Regions from separate parts of the Lactuca sativa genome. Here region 2 is linked to region 1. A link is a contact called in public Hi-C data. All regions are on one chromosome and are shown on one strand. The core of a region is the stretch at or near the end of the contact, and the rest is flanking DNA. Distances in the headings are between cores, read along the strand shown.

Region 1 (3,349 bases), core at 449-2,948:
GAACCGGCCGGTCAAACCGGTTGGACCGGGAACCGGGAAAGAGAACGGTTCAACTATCACCGTTTTTACACCAATTTTTGAACCGGATTGAACCGGCGATTTTTAAAAAAAACCGGTTGAACCGGTCAAAATAAACCGGTTGAACCGGTTAAACTAAATAAAAATACATGAAAAAAAACATTTTCAATAATAAATGTGGACTTTTTCACATCTATTTAGATTTCTCTAAATAAAAACATATGGTAAATGTTTTGATATTTTTTGATGCATTTGTATTCATTTAAAACTATATTTTGTTTCGATATTATACTTTATTTTATTTTTGACGTATATGAATTGATATAAAGCTTATAGTTATGTGTTGTTTTAATGTATTTATATTGATCTACAACTTATTTTTATGTGTATTTTTAATGTGTGAACTTGTAGACGTCAAATTCGTGACTTATGTATGTATGTTTAGAAAAATAAGAAAAAAAGATGAAAATTATAGAAACCGGTTGACCCGACGGTCTAACCAGTTAAACCGGTTGAACCGGGAACCGGTCGTCATACCGGTTCAACTAAAAAACCGGTTTTTAAAACATTGGTGAACGCAGTGCGGTTATTAGTCAAAACCTCACCACTAACCGCAAATGCGGTTAATCCATTTTCAAAACCGCTTTGTGCGGTTATTTTAGCGGTGTGGTTAGACGGTTATTTTTGGGGTGCGGTTTTGTTTTTTTGTGTTGCGGTTATTAACCGCATGAATTTTGTGCGATTATTTTGCGTGGTTTTTAACCACAATTTAGAGCTTAAACGGTTTTAATAGTTCAAACATATTACTTGTAATAATAAAAAACCATAAAACATAAGACAATTAACTTAAATCACAAAGAACTAATATCTTAAAAACGTCAAATCAATAGTAATTAACAATAAATATCCTAAAATTGTCTAATTTTACCATTTTTCAAAGTTAAACATAACAAAAGACCAAAACTTTTGTCTTCTAGTATTTTATCCGTCATTCTTCCATGAAACTTGTCTTATTTTTAATATTTAATATATTAATAATTAATAAAAAAATTATATACAATATATGTGGTGCGGTGCGGTTTATTTGCGATCTTTGAAAACTAATAACCGCACCGTACCGCAAAATTGCGGTTTTTGAAAAACAGAAAACCTCACCATTGTTTTTTATTGTGGTTGTGGTTTATGCGGTTTTTACGGTTAATTTTAGTTGTGATGCGGTTTTTACTCACCCCTAGTTGAGAGATGGGCTAGGCAACTGAGCACGATGGTGCAACCGAAGATAGAAGGACTTTGAGCATGATTTTGACTTCAACTCGGAGGACAAAGCATCGGAGGAAGCTGCAAGTCCTGTTTGTTCATTGATGCCCTGTTGAGGAACTTGAGGCATGACGACCGAGGGGGGGGGGGTGGTGATCCATTGTGGTTTGACATGTCGGCTGTCAAAATGACAACTATATATTATACTGTAGTAACCTACTAGAGGGTGAAAAATCTGCTAAATGATATTTATGGGAAAAAAAAGCATTGAGAAATATCTATGTGCATAAATATGATGTTAGTATAAAACGTTTTTTTTTTCTTTTTTCTTTTTTGGTGTGTGTGTGAGACAAATTTAAGGATTTTTTTTGTAAATATTTCCTAAATGTAACAATATATGTTAAACGATACATGTCACGTGAAACTTGAATTGTTGAGAAAGGCATTCTACTTCCACGACTACAATTCTACCATACCTAACCCTTTTTCTCCCTCGGGGTTCCTAATCGAATTAGGAATATCTCTCTCAATTCCTATTCCCTCATCTAATTTTATCGACATTTCTTCTCAAATCCGACGATAAATTCACTAATATATCCGAAACCCCACTTGATCTAACCATAAATCTAACCGATTACCTCAATTTCTATCCATCAGTTGATGGCGGGTTGCAATTTCGGAGTTTCGTTGATTCATTCCAGGTAATCTCACTACTTATCGATTTACTCTTCGATTTCGATCATCTACTGTGCCCTTTAGAATTTGTTAGAAGCTTCGATCTTTCTAAGATGGATGGAAACAAAGACGAAGCGTTGAAGTGCTTAAAAATTGGGAAAGACGCGTTAGGGTTAGGCGATCGAACTCGCGCTTTAAAATTCATCAAGAAAGCTCAACGATTAGATCCTTCTCTTCCCGTTGACGATCTGTTATCAACTCTAGAAAGCACGAATGAATCACCAAAGTCACCCCAGACCGGTGCCGGTGATGGTGATAGCTCTAACGTTCGGCGTAGGGTTCCGGGAACTGGATCTTCATCCGGTTCATGTACAGAAGAACAGATCACAATCGTGAGGGAGATCAGAAGGAAAAAGGATTATTACGATATACTAGGGATCGAGAAAACTTCTAGTGTTGAAGATGTTAGAAAAGCTTACAGGAAACTCTCTTTGAAAGTTCATCCTGACAAGAACAAAGCACCAGGATCCGAAGAAGCCTTCAAGAAAGTCTCCAAAGCTTTCCAGTGTTTAAGCGTTGATGAAAATCGAAAACAGTATGATCTAGTCGGGTCAGATGAACCCACTTATGAAACGCAAACAACCAGGCGTAGGACCCATCAAGGATTCAACAATGGCTTCTTCTACAATCAAGAAGTTGACGCAGACGAGATTTTCAGAAACTTTTTCTATGGTATGAACCCAAGAACCACAACCCAATTCACAGGGTTCAATTTTGGACCCGGAATGGGTACCAGAACAGGTGTAAACGGGTCGGATGGGTTTAACATACGGGCTTTACTTCAATTTTTGCCAGTTATCATCATTCTGATTTTCAGCTTCTTGCCTTCTAATGAACCTGTTTATTCTCTTCAAAGAACATATACTTATGATTATCGTTTGACTACACAAAAAGGGGTTAATTACTTTGTGAAATCACGCAACTTTGAGCAAAAGTATCCATCAAATAGCCATGAAAGGATTCAGCTTGAAGGAAGGATTGATCATGAGTACGTGTCGATTCTTTCTTATAATTGTAGATTGGAGGCACAAAGGCTTCATTGGGGTTATCAACGTGAAACGCCTAATTGCGACATGTTGAGGCAGTTTGATCCTACTTTGGTGGATTCACATTGAAGGTCCGGTTGCTTTTTTTTTTTTTTTTTTTTCTAAAAAAAATACTTATATGGTAATTATTATTATATGGTTTTTGAAAATAATGTTGCATTGGTATTTACTATCAACAAGTGTACTTATAACATTCATAAAAGATGATGATTTGTGTATTTTTTGTAATAGCTTTAAAGATTGGAAAGCTTGGTGCTTTATATGGAAACACATTTTTAGATTTTGGTTTTTTT
Region 2 (3,596 bases), core at 35-2,534, 200 kb after region 1:
TTCGTAACATTAAAAAATGAGTCGATTGTACTGCCCACTGCGGCGTCCCTAGTTTTCGAGGTTCTAGGCGAGGAGGCCGAGCTTTGCCAAATGACACTAAGCGTCCTAAAATGCATGTAGGAATTAGGTAACTAATTCCAATGGAAAATAGAAGCGATCTTATTTTCAAACTGATTATTTCTTCACAAATACGTTCTTATATCTTTATTAACAGTTTTGTCTGTCGAATACGATCTCTTTTATCCTCTTGTGATTCGTTGTTACTCATAAAGAACATTGACTAGAAGTAACTCATAAAGAACATTGACTAATAACTAACAGGTCTGGGGTTTATCCGAACCACTTTTATGACACCTTGCAACTATATATACATGAATATGCATGAAGCACATATGCTAATTGAATCATCTACAGCCGAATATATAATCCTACTAAAATCCTAACTTGTAGGCCATACAGTAGTTAGACCAACATGGAGGGTGTGTATGCTATAAGATTTCCCATCATTGACCATGGTTATTAAATAGAGCCTTAGAAACTTTTCCTTTTATGAAAAGTTTTATATATGCCTTTCACATCATACAAAAAATACCTTCCATTTTAAGATATAATATTATGCCTACCCTTGAAACGTGTTGGTCTGGCCTGCTACCACCAAATGAAGAGATATCTTGGACCATGTATTATTACTTGTACAACATGATATCAAAATTTATATGACAAAAACTTAAAAATTGACTACACAGTTCAATAACCATATATATAAGGCCGCCAACTAAATATGCTACAAGTTTTGAACTTGTAGTGCATAAATACTTTTCTCACATTACCCTTTCTCTATCGGTTAGCCCATGCCTGGGAAAACGAAATAGAGCGAATTGAAAGCCGAAAGAACATAAAAACAAAGGAAAAAGATTGGTGTTTTAGCTTTTTGTGGGGTAGAAAAAGCACTAAGAACATGTAGTAGTACTCAAAAGAAAGAAAGAAAGACATGGGTATGTACCATAACTTGTTTCGATTATGGTTCACAAATTAAACCCTGCAGAATCAATCTGTGCCATACAATATATTAAAAGAGCAACAGAGTTGCTTATGGCAAGCAAAGATAGATGGTGAGTTTGTTATATACATGTTCTAGATTCAACTACAAATCAACATCAACTTTACATAATTTTCCAAAAGATTTATATATATTGAAATACATATATAATGCCAATTATATATAAACAGAACAGTGCTAAAATCTTAACAAAAATGCGGTAGGGCTAATCTTTATCATGTTGATTAATGATCTTCTTATATTGGTATAGTGGAGGGTAACCTTTAGAGTTGTACATGTTCCTTTGCCTATATAAAGCAAGCTCCTCCATAAAATCTTATAAGCGTGAAGTGAAGCTACACACACACACACACAGATCTAGAGAGAGAAAGCTCTTGAACTTTGCTAATCTTTTCAAGGATCTTTCCATAAGGTGACTTGAAAAAAAAAAACAATGGTAAGTTTTATCAACTTATGTCAACCTCAAGGCTTGATTTTCTTAAACCATATCTTGTGCTTGATCATTTGAAACCCTAAATTCTGTTTTGATGTTTCGTTGAACATGTAGATCATCAAAGTGTATTTAATTTGTGTCTTTTCAGGATGGAAAGCAGGGTTGGACCGTTGCTGATGCAGTAGACTACAAGGGGTTCCCAGCTGATAGGTCCAAAACCGGCGGTTGGGTACCTGCTGCCCTAATTCTTGGTCAGTTCAAACATAATTATTGGCTTCATTATTTTCGTATCCAAACGTATTTTATCGTATATACGTTCATTAATATTTCATATATAGTGGTCTCATGATGATAAATATTTGGGTCCGAGGTTCGGGTTCAAGTAAATTATTAAGATCAATGAGCACAAACAACATAGTTATATAGCCTATCTAGCTGGCTGAATCGGACAAACTTGATCAAAAACTGGACCACCCACTAGGTTTTTGAGTGTAATTTTGTAATTGGCATCTATATATATTGATGATATATTCCATAAAAAAATATAAAAAAAGAAAAAAAAAAATTGGATAGATCTAGCTATATGATCCAATGTCACACCTTGGGAATAATCTTTCTTTTTCAATTCGTAAATTGAAAAGCCATATGGGAGGTGGCAAAAACTTGATGGAAGGTGGTTGAAAGATTGTTATGCAAGTCATTGTGCATGATTCATGCAGATTGCATGCAAGATAATATACCAAAATGTTTTCATTTGATTACAGATTACTTAACATATAATTCAATTTTCTATGCAAAACCCACTGTGAATTCATCAATATTACAAAGCCATGAATTTTGATATGGTGTTTTTGATTTATAGTTAAGATTTAATTCACCCAAATTCTTGGAAAGTAAAAAAAGGAAGCCAAAAGTTTTCATCATAAGCATACACATAGCTTTTTCTTAAAGAAGTATTTCAATATTGCAAGTCAAAGCAACCGTGTAAGTGTAAATAAAAAATATATTTTTCGATAATTATATTTAAAGAGTACACATTTATTTTTAGAATATGGTATATGCTAGTAATCAATCATTGTACCCTTATAATTATTAAGATATGTTTGGCCCCATTAATCAAAAGGTACATTCAACATGGTGAGAGTAGGGAGAAAGGCAATCATTCCTTAATTTGAAAAGGATATAATTGAATATAACGATGTCAAATTCGTCTTTTCATCGTAATTTTTTAAGGTGATTTTAACTATACCTCATTATATATATCTAACTTTTATATCTTTACTTTTCAATATATCTAACTTTTATATCTTTACTTTTAAATATAATATGTTATTTATATATTATCGGTGATGATATAACATAAGAAATGACAATGTAGAGTGATTAAACATAAAGTGTATAAATAAACCTTTAAATTAAAACCACATAGAGATATAAATAAACTTAAGAGTAGAGCAGTGGATATTAGGATTAGACGGAAATATGTCTCCGCTAAAGGTTAAAGGTCCAACTCTTTTTTGAAACAAAATTATATAGCCTTAAGAGTATAACAGTGGGTACGCAACTAAAGTCAATTTAATTGTATTAAACAGTTATAGAAAATATATATATATATATATATATATATATATATATATATATATATATATATATATATATATATATATATATATATATATATATATATATATATATATATATATATATATTGATGTCATTTGATAGGAAAAGTAAGTTGTAAATTTCGTTGTATTTGCTTTTTCATTTAAAAAAAATCATTATTTATAAAATTTTATTGGAAAAAATAACCAGTAATACTGAGACATGCGTCGTAACTCGTAAGCTATATTGAGGGGAGTTGGGTACGTCGATTTTTCTCGGGGACTATTGCTTCTTTTAAAGTAGTTTTGTCTTATATTTCTTCTTTATATTATTAAAGTAGTTTTGTCGTATTAGTGAGTGGATTGCTGTATGAGTTGTTTCTCACAAAATAATCATATGTTCTATTAAAAAAAATATAAAAATAAATAAATAAATAAAACAGGGTTTGTGAATTTATAAGAAAAAAAAAATTCTCCCAAAAAGGTTGTGAATTACAAAGTC

What was found. A called contact is a pair of places that touch in the nucleus more often than the background predicts.
Region 2: a contact with region 1 is called in a Hi-C map of leaf, with 4 times the contacts expected there. The contact joins the promoter of LOC111893354 here to the promoter of LOC111893328 in region 1. A contact is called at or near these places in 2 of 4 Hi-C or Micro-C datasets (both in leaf).

Annotation. Positions count from the first base shown.
Region 1 is chr7:62,289,308-62,292,656 of Lsat_Salinas_v11, forward strand. LOC111893328 (chaperone protein dnaJ 49) reads left to right here and starts at 1,699. Exons shown (of 2, transcript XM_052765950.1): 1 at 1,699-3,127. The coding sequence starts at 2,064. The coding sequence ends at 3,125.
Region 2 is chr7:62,491,621-62,495,216 of Lsat_Salinas_v11, forward strand. It overlaps LOC111893354 (protein NRT1/ PTR FAMILY 6.2), which reads left to right and starts at 1,285. Exons shown (of 5, transcript XM_023889421.3): 1 at 1,285-1,496; 2 at 1,642-1,744. The coding sequence starts at 1,494.